Regions from separate parts of the Ovis aries genome. Here region 2 is linked to region 1. Evidence: chromatin contacts called from public Hi-C data. All regions are on one chromosome and are shown on one strand. Each heading gives the region's core, a stretch centred on a gene start, on an enhancer-like site or on the middle of the called end of the contact. The rest is flanking DNA. Distances are from core to core; before and after follow the strand shown.

Region 1 (6,647 bases), core at 1,353-3,852:
CAACTCAACTTCTTTCCACCCAACCCACCCAAATCTGGCCCTGCCAAATGCAACCGAACTCCGCTCCACTCAGCCGCAAGCAACCCATCTCCACACAACCCAACTCAGCTTAACTCAACTAAATTCCATTCAAGGAACATCGGCTCAACTCAGGGCCACTCAGCCAAACTGCTCTCCATTCAATCCAACCAAACTAAATTTTGTTCAACCAACTCACCCCAGCACGACATAACACAACTCTATTCCACCCAAACCAAACTCAATACACTCAACCCAGCTCAATTCAGCCCAACTAAACCCACCCCTACCCAGCTCTGTTCTTCTTGTTTTGCTTTTCCCCCTTCTGCCAGATACTAAATACTTGCTTCCTAATCCTGCCCTTTTGGCAGATTCCCTATCCTTCCCCAAACAGTGAGACACCGAGTCAGTACCTGACCTAAAAAGAAGATGGGGAACGTTTCCTTTGGATTTTCCACCTCCTTTCTTTCCTCCCAACACTAACCATGTCCCTTCACTGATAACAAGCTTCACTCATCTCTGACTTCCCACCACTTGCCCTTACCCTTTCATGAAAGCCCAAGGCCACGAAGCCTCAGAGACCTCAGCCTACGGGGCCTCTCATCTCTGCACACATTATCCCCAGGGAAGTGGGTCTGGGGGACATTTAGATTGGGCAGCCGGGAGGGTCCAAGCCCCAGAGGAAATTTGATGGGCAGAAGTAGGACCACCAGACCTGAGCACCTTGCAGGCAAAAGGATCTGGCTTTTGCAGAGCCCCAGGGGGCAGAAGGCTCTGCGACTGGCTTCCCTGCCGCAGCCACCTGGCCCTTTTCCACTCCTGGAAGGCCCTGCCTTCCTTTCCCTGCCTTATCACTCAGTCCTCACTAATCTCTGTATCTCTTTCTCTCTCTTGGTCATTATCTCTGTGTGTGAGTGGCCTTGTTGCTTCTTCTCTATCTTGGACACTCTCTTCCTCTTTTGCTCTCTCATGTGGTTAATCTTCTTCTTGCTGACCCTCCTCCCATCTCTGTCTCTATTTCTGGTACAATCAGCTTCATGTTCGATGCTCTGGCTGGGGAGTTAACTTCTCCTTCCATCCCCTCTGCCTCTTTCTGATGGGGAAACCCACAGTCACCTGGGGACTGCCTGGGAACCTCTCTGGCTGCTGAGTCAGGCCTGAGGCCACCTGCGCCTGCGCTGAATCTGCTTCCCTCAGAAGGAAGGAAAGCACAACTCTACACCCTAGAACCTAGAAGGGGCTTTCGGCCCATCTTCCCATTTTATGAATGGGAAAACTGAGCCCCAGAGGCTGCAGGGGCAAAGCCTAAGATCATTCAGAGGTAACAGAGTGAGAACGAGGCCCTCCTGAGCTGGAGACCCCAGACTCTGAACCTACAGGAAGAAGGCAGGGAGGCCAGACTGGCTGAGAGGTGGGTGGGAGAACAGTTGCCTCTACCCTGGAAGCTGTCTCCAGGACTGAGAGAATTCTGTCCCTTCCAAAGCATCTCAGAGTGGTGCCTCCCTGTCTGTCTGTCTAACTCTTAGCTAAGTGTATTCTCTGAGTAGGGTGGGGAAGAAAGGAGACAAGAGGCAACCTGGGTGCCCCTCTAGTGAGGGTCACTTATCACTGACCCTGACCTTTCCCATCTCTTGAGGTCAGGACCCAGCCCTGCACAAAAGCACAATTCTGAAAGCACGACGGGGAAGGCGTCACGGGCCCAGGAGAAAGGAGGAAGCCAGGCTTTGGCCTCCAGCAACAGAGCCGCAGCCTGAGGGTCAGTGCGGGGGTTTCAGCCAGACCAAATCTAGAATCCAGCCACTGAGGCGCAGCTCCCCCAAACCACCCTGGTCCCAGGGAAGGGTGAGCATGCAGGCCCAGAGCCAGGAGGGTATTCCTCCCTGCCTCCACCCCCACACACACCCCTCCAGCCTCCTGGTCAGCCCAGGGCCCAGCAGGAACCAAGCCAGGGCCGGCCAGTGAGATGGCCTTGCCCCAGCCCAGAAGGCAGGCCCCAGCTCTCTCCTCCTTGGCTGGGACTGGCTGCACCTCTAACTACTCTGAGATGCTCTCTCAGCACCTCTGAGTTCCTGGGCAGGTGCCGGCCTGCCTTCCTCGGAATTCTAGGCTGTCTGAAAATAGCAAGAAGAGAGGACTGTGGTCTGCGTGGTGGGCAGAGAGAAGCTGGGATGGGGTGGGATGGGGGCGGGGTGAGATTCTAGGTACAGGCGCAGACGCCACTAGGACTAGCGCTGACCTGATCTCAAGTACCCTTCACCCCCTCCCATAAGCCCCAGCTTCCTGCTTTTCTGTAGAAAGGGCCCAGCCCTTCTTTCCACTGAACAGATCCGGAGACCCAGAGGGGGAAGCAGGGGACCCCAAAGACACAAAGCAGAAGCTGGGGCTCCTGGCCCTCGGTTCCCCGCTCTGTCCTCAGCAAGCTCTTGGGGTGGAGTTTGGGTTAGGCTCCTAGCTGTCTCATCTGCACAAGAGGCCCAGTTCAGGCGGTTCTCTCCTGGCCTGAGCTGTCATAACCCCAGTAGAGCCCCGGTCCTCAGAACCCACAGCTGGGCCTGTCTAGCTCCCTCCCAGGGGCCCTGGGAAGGCAGGTCCCCTCCCTCCCTCTGCCTTTGCCTGGGCTGGCTCTTCCTTCCTCTTTTCCCCAGCACCCCTCTCCCCACCTCCACCCTGGGCCCCACAAAGCTGGGGAGAGGGGGAAACAGAGGGCAAATCTGAGGCCCTGCTGAGCCTCAGGGCTGGCCAGGTCCCCAGGGGCAAGCTCACTGAGCTGACCTCACACACTCCCACCCATCAGGCAGTCTGCATCTTGGAAGGTCCTGGGACAGTGTGATACTGAAGTCAGCTTCCCCAGCTCCCCGATGGCCCTGCTGTCTTGGGATCTCGTGGCACGAGTTGCTTCCTCTGTCCGATGGGCCTCTTGCAGGTGGGCCAGCTGCCACCACCTTCCCTGGCAGTTAAATTTCTTTCAAGAGGCTACAAGGGCCAGTTCCACCAAGAAGCATGAGTCCTGCCTCTGTTCTTACTGGTTGGGGGACCCGTGTGGCTGCCCTGTGTATCTCTTCCTTCGGTTGATCTTCGTCAGTACCCTCTCCCTGTAAGAAACCACAACCGTGACTATCAGAGCTTTCGGGGAGCTGTGTGAGTCTTTGTAGTGAATGACCAGACCTGAGGGCACCACCCGAACTTGCTGTCGGTGTCAGAAGTGAGGCGGCCTCGTGTGCAGACTGTGCCCTCTGACCTTGTAACTGGCCTGACGGAGGTCCTGTCATCGTGGAGGCTGTTTTACATGCTGGGAAACTAAGTCACCTGATCAAGGGTGCACAGTTGGCAAATGAGAAGCAGGTGAGATTTGAGAGCTGGCAGCCAAGCCCTGGTGGCTCAGTCAGTAAAGAATCTGTCTGCAGTGCAGGAGACTGGGGTTCGATCCCTGGGTTGGGAAGATCCCCTGGAGAGGGGATTGGAAACCCACTCCAGTATTCTTGCCTGGAGAGTTTCATGGACAGAGGAGCCTGGTAGGCTACAGTTCATGTGGTGGAAAGACTCGGACACAACTGAGCCACTAACACACACACAGCCAAGCCCTAGTGGCCCAGTCAGTAAAGAATCTGCCGGCAGTGTAGGAGATCGGGGTTTGATCCCTGGGTGGGGAAGATCCCCTGGAAAAGGAAATGGCAACCTGCTCAGTATTGCCTGGGAAATCCCATGGACAGAGAAGCCTGGAGGGCTACAGTCCATGGAGTCACAAAGAATCGGACACGACTTAGAGACTAAACAACAATGACAAATTCCAGCATTAATGATCCTGGAGTCCCGAAGAGGTTAATGCCCCAGAACAGGGCTGACCCTGCCCCATGACACAGGGTCCCTTGTACAGACGAGGACTGCTGCTAGCTTCAGAGCCAAGGTGGCCCCCGCCCCTACCTCAGAGTTGCCACCAGGTGGCAGCAGAGGCCGTCTTTTTCCAGGAAGTCTGTCTAGCGGAGGAAGAGGTGAACCTCTCTGCTGGGGATGATGACCCACTGGGGAGACCTGGGGAAATGGACCTGGGGCCTCATCCAGCGCGCTATGAACCCGAATTCCTACAGGTACAGAGTCAAACAGCTCTGATCTAGGAAGCAGGAATCCTGGGTTCTAATACGGCCTGTGACCCACACCTGCTCCTCTCTGAGGCTCAGGTTCTCGTCTATAAAGAGTCTGAACCCTTCAAGAGAGCCAGAAGCTGGCAGAGGTACTTCTAACCTCCTCTCTGGCTTTCTACCCCTAATAGATGAGGCTCTCAAATATATCTGCCGAGGCAACATCTTTTTTTTTTTTTTTTTTTTAACAAAATCCTAAGTGCTCTTCACCCATCCCATGTACAGAGGAGAGATTTATACTGACCTGCTCTCCTTAGGGTGGAGGTTGGGGACCCTTACCAGATCACACAGAGGACCATCCAGGCCCCTCACCCTGGCAATCGAGGCCCTTTGCTCCCTCCCCTTCTGGTGTTTTCTTTCACTACTCTGCCTTTTTCCCCCTATTCTGTGGGATCCTACTGTGTGAAGGATCAGGATGAGCTACATAATTTGCAGGGGCCGGTGCAAAATGAAACAGTGGGCCCCTCATTCAAAAATTGTTTAAAACCTCACAACAGTGACAGAAGAGCATTAAACCAAGCACATCCATGGGGCCGCTCATGAAGTCTGTGCACGGTGCAAGGTGTCTGAAATCCAGCCAGCTGGTGCCCACATGGGCGCCTTGTCTGCCAAGGAGATAGTCACCTTTTTCTTCACTTTCTGCTGTCAAGCTGGAGTCCAGCAAGGCCACATCCTCCCAGAAGGGAGCGCCTTTTCCAAAGTCACACAAAGGTACCGTATTGGCCGGTAGCCACTCTGCCCAAATCCTCTGAGAATCATGACCCTGGCACATGAAACATGCTCCTGGACTGCTTGTTGAATGAGAGAAGGGATCCAGAAGATGGACACAGGACACTGGAGGACAGAGATGAGAGCAAAGCCTGGCAAACAACTGGGGCCGATTTATGTTTGATGAATGAGTAAATGAATGACTCAGTGAATGCTGAAGACCAGACATATATCTAAGTAACAGCACTGTAGAATTATGAAGCTAAAAGAGACTGAGTCATCACATCTCAGGGTTTCAAAATATAGGATTCTTCAAAGATGTGAGTGAGTGAGTCAGAGCCGCTCAGTTGTGTCCAACTCTTTGCGACCCCATGGACTGTAGCCCATCAGGCTCCTCTGTCCATGAGATTCTCCAGGCAAGAATACTGCTGGAGTGGGTTGCCATTCCCTTCTCCAGGAGATCTTCCCATCCCAGGGATTGAACCTGGGTCTCCCACATTGTAGGCAGAGTCTTTACCATCTGAGCCACCAGGAAACCCTTCAAAGGTGCAGGGGACTGCAGAGCTGTGGTGGGGACAACAGAAGGGCAGATGGCAAAAGCCAGGCACTCAGGGGTCAGGCCCCCTTCCCACCTTCCACCCTGTTAGGACTCACATTCTGGGCTCCAGTGAAAGCTGTTGTTTGAAGAATTCTGCTGGCTCAGGAAAAGGCAAGAGACTTACCTATTGTCATACAACAGGCTGGAGAGAGGAGGGCAAAGAAGAGGGGTCAGAGCTGTGAGGTCAGAGGTCACCTGGGAGCTCCCAGATGAGTGCCGGCAGGAGCATGAACTTCAGAAAGTGGAGCTTTGCTAGGATGGACCACATCTTGGGTCACAAATCAAGTTTCAGTAAATAAGAAAACTGAAATCATATCAAGCATCTTTTCTGACCACAACGCTATGAGACTAGATGTCAATTACAGGGGGGGGGAAAAAACTGTAAAAAACACAAACACATGGAGATTAAACACTACATTCCTAAATAACGAACAGGCTACTGAAGAAATTTAAAAGGAAATAAAAACATTCCTAGAAACAAATGACAATGAAATCATGATCAGTCAAAACCTATGGAACGCAGCAAAAGCAGTTCTAAGAGGGAAGTTTATAGCAATACAGTCCTACCTCGAGAAACAAGAAAAATATTGATTAGACAACCTAACTTTACACCTAAAACAACTGGGAAAAAAGAACAGAAAAACCCCAAAGTTAGGAAAAGGAAAGAAATCATCAAGATCACAGCAGAAATACATGAAAAAGATATGAAGGAAACAATAGTAAAGATTAGTACAACTAAAAGCTGTTTCTTTGAGAAGACAAAAAAATTGACAAACCATTAGAAACTGGAGTCTTGAACCCAAAAAGTGAGATTAAAAGCCAGACACACCAGCTCAGAGCAGAAATTCAAGGTTGAGTACCAAGCTCAGAGGCCAAAGGGAAAGGTTCAATTCATTGCTTTTATTTATTGAGCACCTACTATGTCCCAGGCAGAGTCCCTGGCCCCAGAATACCATAGCCAACAAGACAAAGTCCCTTGCCTCAACAGGGATCACATTTGGGGTTGGGGGGTGGGAGGTGGAGAAGAAATAAACATTATTATAAGAAAACATAGAAACCCACCAAGTAGAGAGAGAGAAATGACATGAAGAAAATTCGACAGAGTGACAGAGACTGCCTGTAAGTGGGCTAGTTCTTATAGGGTGGTCAGGGAGGGCCTCCCTGAGGAGGTGACATTTGAGCTGAGC
Region 2 (6,647 bases), core at 2,119-4,618, 210 kb after region 1:
CCTGTCAGTTGGCTGCCGGGACATCCTCAGAGTCTGTGTGTGCAGAGGGATGGGTGTGGGGCACTGCAGAAGAGGAGGGGGTGGGGTGGTGAGCGGGGGTGGGGGGGGCATCTCTGTGGCGTGCTGTCCAGGCCCGGGCCTCTGTTTCCCCCGTCAGTGCAATGGGTCAGTCCAGCTCTGACACGCTGTCATCTATGTAAACCTCTTTGGGGTTGCAAAGAGTCGGACAGGTCTTACCGACTGAACAACAACAAGAATGTAAAGCTGAGTTGATGAGAGCATTTGGGTATGAAATTCTGGAGGCCCTGGGGTTCTCCTGATGGACGGGCGCTGACTGAAGGAGGCAGTGAGGTCTGGACAGGTGAACCCCTCCACGCCACAGAGCCTGCCTGGAGGGAAAAAGCTGCCTTCTCTGGTCTGTGCAGGGGAAGTGAAGCTGATGAAGGAGCCATCAGGGAGGGTGGAAGTTGTCATCTGTCCTGAAAGAAACAGTGCCCACCCCATGCTTGAGTCACACACACACACACACACAATCCTGGGTCATGGCTCCAGAGGACCCACATCCACAAACAGACACACACCCAGAGTCACACAGCCCCACAGCTGCAGCCTTCCCTCAGCCACACAGCCGCACTTGGCCCCTGTCCCTTGGCCATCAGCAGGCAGCCAACTCAGCTCAGTGATCTCACAGGGAACCAAGCAACCACACACACACATGCACGATCACAGCCCGCCTCACTCAGCAGGTGTACCTGCAGATGGACGGGTGCACACACACTCATACACACACACTCATACACACACACACTCATACACACACACACAACCACAAAGGCTCAGAGCTGACTTGCACAGTCTCCAGTGCCCCGGTGTTCACACGGGCACAGGGCCCAGTGCTGTGGCCAGCTCCTTGAAGAACCGTTTTTCACAGACACACACAACACAACAGAACCCCTCTCTGGATGGGGCCTGGGACGATGAGCAGCCCTCTGTGGGACCCAGAACCCCTCTTTTAAAAAGAAGGAGCTCCATGCCCCTCCTCCATCCTCCGGCACCCCCAGCCCCAGCATCCAAAGCACCGGGCATCCTTTCTCTCAGCAGATACCCGTCTTGTTGAACAGGGGTACAGTTAGCGCCTCCCCCCAGGGGAGCAAGCAAAGGCTACGAGGAGGAGAAGCCGGATGGTCCAAGGTCAAAGCCAGGAGATGGCAGAGGCAGGATTCGAACCCGAGGCTCTGGGCTCCCCAAGCCCGCGCTCTCCTCCGCCGCCCACTCCTCAATCCGCTCTGCCCGAGACCCCGCCGCGGGCTCCGTGCCCTCCAACCCCAGCACCCGAGGGCCGCCGGGCACAAAGCCACGCAGCGCCGCTCGAGGGGGCGCGCGTGGGAGCGCGCGCGGGGGCCCGCGCCTCCGGCCAAGATGTTCCCTCTCGGCGTGATTGACAGGCTCGAGTGCCGAGAAACAAAATTGTTTATGCGCTAATGAATAAGGCCCTGATTGCAAGATCCTGTTTGGAAAATTATAGTGCGGCGGCGGCGGCGGCGGCCACGGCGGCCCAATTACAGCCCGCGCTGCATATTCATTTCGTGTCTCCTTTGCATCGAGATGAACGGGCGGCCCCGCGCCCTGCAAAGGCAGCGCCAAATTTAGTCCCAGGTTCCGCACTCCTCCGCGCCATTGTCTGCCTCGACCACCTGCCTCCTGCCGGCCTGATTGCCGGCCACGCGCCCGCCCCGGAGGCGCGAGGAGGGAGGCCCAGAAAGTTCGCCCTGACACCCCCCGCCTTGCACCCCTCTCTCCGTGCTCTGCCTGCCTTCCTCGGGCTCCCCATCTCTCACTCTCTCCTTTTCTCTCTTCCTGTTTCTCTCCCCCAGGTTCTCTGCCTCTCTCCTCTCTTCCTTCTCTGTCTGTCCGACACCTTTCTTGGATTCTAAGTCTCTAACTCCGTGCTTGCGAATCTCATGGACTCTTTTCAGCCCTGTCGCCCCTCCCCCTTCAGTTGCAGAAATTCCCTGGGTTCTTGGGTCCTTAGGAACAATGGGGGCAGTGACGGGACCTGCCCGTTCTGCGGAGGCGCTGGAGGCAGGAGGAGCAGCCCACTTGGCCTTGGCTTTGAGGATGGGGTGGCTTGGCAGTCTCCCAAACCGGGTGTCTGGGGAAAGGTTCCTCCTGTGCGGTATCTTCTGTCTCCCCAGAACATCACCTGCACACACCCCGCAGTGAAGGCACCTGGCCTGGCCAGGCTCTGCACTCACACCTCAGTGCTGCCTTCCTGTCCGACTCTTTGCGATCCTGCGGGCTGTAGGCCACCAGGCTCTTCTGTCCACGGGATTCTGCAGGTGAGAACACTGGAGTGGGTTGCCCTGCCCTCCTGCAAGGGATCTTCCCAACCCAGGGATGGAACGGGGGCCTCCTGCATTGCAGGGAGATTCTTTACCATCTGAGCCACCAGGGAAGCCCCAGGGCCTTTGCACCTGCTATTCTCTTGCTGGCACTCTGTCTTGTCCCCCAAGACCCATCTCAAGTATGGGCCTAAGAAGCCTTCCTTCTCATCACTGTAGGCAACAGGGCAGCTCCCTCCCCCAGGCACCCTCATTTCCAGGCCGGTCTCTCTGTTACAGCTGTGGGCAGAGTTGCACCTGCATCCTTCCCTGGGGCCCTGACCCCTGAGGCTTGGGAACAAGGGTTGAGTCTTCCTGGTGCCCTGGTGGGTAGCTCAGGGCTGACACTGACCAGACTAACATGCCTGTTCCATAATATGGGTATATAGCCACTCCTCCTTGCAGGGTGTCAGTGGGCAGATGGGTATATAGCCACTCCTCCTTGCAGGGTGTCAGTGGGCAGATGGGTATATAGCCACTCCTCCTTGTAGGGTATCAGTGGGCAGGTGTAGATGTGAGGCTGGGAGGGAGGGCCTGGGGGCTCCAAGCCCACAGGGACCCCACAGGTCACAATCCGTTCTGTCTCAAAGCCCTGGACCTCCAGTCAGCATCAGGCCTGTTTACCCCTTCTCACTGATTAGGGTCATTGCCCCAGTCTGATGAGTGCCTGAGGCTCAGGTGTGGCAGCGAGTCTCGTGACAACGGTGATGGTGGCAGGGGGCTTTTCAGAGGGTAAGGACTGCGTGGGGTGAGGCTGTGCTTCCCGATGTCTGTTCCTGGGGTTCCCTGAGTGACCAACACACTCTTTGATGGGGTGGGAAATAGGGACTAAGATGTGAGCAAAAATGGACAACCACATACACACTGGCCTGGATAAACAACCTCATTGAAGACTCACAAAGTAACACACACACACTCCCTGAAAAACCCACAGCATTTGAGACACAAAGACAGACTGGTCCCAGGGGCTGTGTATGGGGTAGCACTGCCCTCTGGTGGCCTTTATGATCATCTCTCTGTAAGACCCAGACTGACTTGATAGAGCTACAGCTGAGCTGTTACAGGGGCTCCCAGACCCAGGGAACTGGGGCTCCCAGGGAGGAAGAAGCATGTAAATGCCCCCGAGGATGAGGGTTTGTACAGTTCCAGTTCCCTGCCCCTATCCCCATGTACTCCAGGAGCAGAGCTTGCTAACATAGGACCCATCCAGCAAGGCGAAGAGGAAGGGAGCTCCCTATCATTGGAGGTGTACAAGCTGAACTAGAGCCCCCTGAAGATTGGTGACCTGATGGTGGCCTTAAGTGGCAGAATAGATAACTTTGGAAGTCATCACCAGCTTGGGATGATACGTCCAGGCTTTTCCCACCCCCACCCAGTCCAGACACCCTCCTGTTCAGTTATTCGGTAGCTATTAAAATTTGAGAACTTCTCAGCACACGGAGCAGCAATGTGAGATCATGGATGATGGGAGATGAGGTCACAGGGGTGACAAGGCCACATCTTGGGGAGCTTAAAGGCCAGTTTTGAGAGCATTGGCGGTACCAATGCTTCATTTGGGGGTATTAGGAATCCGGGGACAGGCTCAGACAAGGAAGCAACAGCATCAGATGGGCATGTGAGTGCCAGCTAATGAGATGAAGCTGGGGTGGGAGAACCAGTCGGGAGGCACAGTGGTGGCCTGGACCAGGGCAGGGCAGCTGTGGGGTGGTGAGAAGGATGAAGATGCCAGAGCTGTTAAGGAGATTGAGCCAGCACGTTTTGGTGAGGGATTGGCCGTGGTGGGAGGGAACTGGAGGAAGTGAGCATGATGGTGGAGTCACCTTGGGGGATATCAGCGCTGGCTAGGGGTTGGGGGAGAGATGATGAGAATGGTTTGGATCTGGTAAGCCTGAGAGCCTGGGGACCTTTAGAGGAGAAGTCCAGGAGGCAGTTGGAATCGGGTCTGGTGACATCCTGGGAGCTGGAAGGTTGTTGACAGGTAACTGTAAGTAACAAATAGATGAGGTCACTCAGATGGGGCCTTCGTCTTATCTCCGTTAACCAAAAAGGATGCTAAATTATAAAACGTAGCACTTACAGGTATTATAAAGATTTCATCATCACCAAATGGATGAATTCTTAGAAACAGACATTTTCCTCCTGGTCTTCCTTTTTGGGGCTGCTAGTCTGATGGCCCCGTGAGGCTGTCTGCCTACCTGCCTGTCTGCTGGGTGGTCCAGCTCCCAGTCCAGGTAAGAGATGGGAGGTCAGAGGCTCAGGGACAGAGGGGAACAAGAGGCCCCCCAAATCCAAGAGGGAATAGTCGGGGAGGTGGGAAGAAAACCAGGAGAGCCTCTCTCCATCAGGGCCAAGGAGACAGAATTCAAGAAAGAGAGTGTGATCAGAGGAGGCAAAGAGGTGAGGACTGAGGATGTGCCCCAGACGCGGCAGTGGGGCTTTCACGTGGGGGGTTGCAACCCCTCATTCAGCAACAAGGCCCCCATCTAGGGGGTCCCTGCCCAAGGGAGCCAGCCTGGCATGGGGAAACAGGAGTGCCCTTTGACCTCGAGGCTCCTCCAGACTGAGAAACAGGCTGTAGATGGTGCCCCAGGGTGGGGTTTGACGGGAGGTGGCCTGGGAGGGAGCAACTGGCTGCAGTCCCTCCTCTGACCACGAGGGGGCAGCATGAGAACAGGTCATTCCTTGGCCCAGCCTTCTGCATTAAGGACTGTATTTCCCAGATCCTGCAGGGTGATCTGGAGCTCCCTGTGTCTCAGTTTCTTTCCCTGCAAAATGGGGCAGTTGGGCATTATTGGAATGTGAGCATGGATGCAGAATGCCAAGCCACAAGCGTGCAAGTAGGCAGGAGCCTGGGCTTCCTGTCTCAATGCATGAGCCGGCCACTATGTCAGTGCTTAGCTGGGCCTCAAGGAGCTGACCTCAGGGGCCACGGCCAGTCAGGCCTGAATCACTAGGATGGTAGCCACCCACCCCGCTCATCTGCCCACTAGCCACTGTCCCGCATGCCTCAGCCTTCAGCATCTGCTGCTGTTGGGGCGAGACTGAGGGTCTGGAGCCATAGCAGGTGCCCCATAGAGAGGAGAGAGGCAGGTGCTGGGAGAGGCTCAGGTGGGAGAAGGGTTGTGAACTCCACGCTCTTCACACCGGCAGAACCTCCTAATCCCTATGCCTAGACTCCACCCACCTGTGGGCAGCCTCCCAGCTGCACCTGCACACCTGCCTTGAGTACCTTGAGGCAGTTGAAGCCAACAGCTTGTCTGGGCCCTGCAGGATCTGGGGCCCCCTGGAGCCTGGGAGCACTGCTGGTCTTGCTGGTCATGGTGATGCTGGAGTTGTGTGTGTTTGAACATCCGTGGCATGTCGCTGGTCTGGTCTGCCACGTGCAGTGGGTGCTGGTGAGGGCTGGCAGGCTCCGTGCAGGCGAAACAGACAGTGTACACCAATGTGGGGGCAGGCATTAGGAGCACAGCCCCTCAGGCTGAGGCAAGTGTAAACAGCGGGGCTACAGGAGTGCAGACACACAGGCCTAGATCAGCGAACACGAAAGTGTGGACATCGGTAGGTCTGTATAGGCCTGGGGGAGGGAGCTTCACCTTTTTCTTGGAAGACATGATGATGGAGGGTGTCTTGAGGAACATCTTGGGTGACGTAGTCAAACATCTCCAGGTCCAGGGCGTCATGGCATAGAAGATTCTGGAGAATGGGGAGATGCAAAGCATGAGCTACACCTGGCAGCCACCAGGCCAGGCGAGAGCTAAGCCCAGCAGGTCAGGGGCTGAGGCTGAGGCTGAGCTGAGGGGTCTCCAGACCTGTGGGTGGGATCACGCAGCCATAGAGCCGAGCCCTCATCCTCTGGCGGGTCTGGCCTCTGCAGAGAGATGGAAGATATGAGAAGGGCCAGGCCATGCCCTGGGTAAGAGTTGTGAGGTCCCAGCCTCCCATGCAGGAAATGAACAGACCCAGGCTCAGTGCAGAGAGGGCAGGATCATTAGGGGCTACCTGAGTTCTCCATGGGAATGGGGGCTCCTTGGGACATGAGGGCAGCTGTGACCTCCAGGGAAGCTGGCCAGCCCTGCCCTGCTCACAGTCCTTGACCAGAGCCAAGATTGGCTGTGGCCTTGGCCTCCGAAGGTAAAAAGACTCCAGCCAGATCCTGACCATACAGAATTCTAGGAGGGAAGAAAAATCCAGGCAAGTGGTCAGAAGCCCCCAGCCCCCAGTTCCAAGAAGGGGGCCAAGCCAGCTGTGGCTGGGGTACTTAGAATG

Evidence for each region. A called contact is a pair of places that touch in the nucleus more often than the background predicts.
Region 2: a contact with region 1 is called in a Hi-C map of hypothalamus, with 5 times the contacts expected there. The contact joins two enhancer-like sites. A contact is called at or near these places in 14 of 16 Hi-C or Micro-C datasets (blood, hypothalamus, liver and 6 more).

Annotation. Positions count from the first base shown.
Region 1 is chr3:13,550,114-13,556,760 of ARS-UI_Ramb_v3.0, forward strand. No RefSeq gene overlaps it. Among named protein-coding and RNA genes, the nearest start is that of PTGS1, 13 kb to the left of the region's middle. Within about 2 kb of position 2,603, at least 3 of the 54 cell types and tissues checked have an H3K27ac peak or open chromatin away from gene starts, as enhancers often do. A contact at or near this core is called in hypothalamus, where this site is marked.
Region 2 is chr3:13,763,318-13,769,964 of ARS-UI_Ramb_v3.0, forward strand. No RefSeq gene overlaps it. Among named protein-coding and RNA genes, the nearest start is that of TTLL11, 24 kb to the right of the region's middle. Within about 2 kb of position 3,369, at least 6 of the 54 cell types and tissues checked have an H3K27ac peak or open chromatin away from gene starts, as enhancers often do. A contact at or near this core is called in hypothalamus, where this site is marked.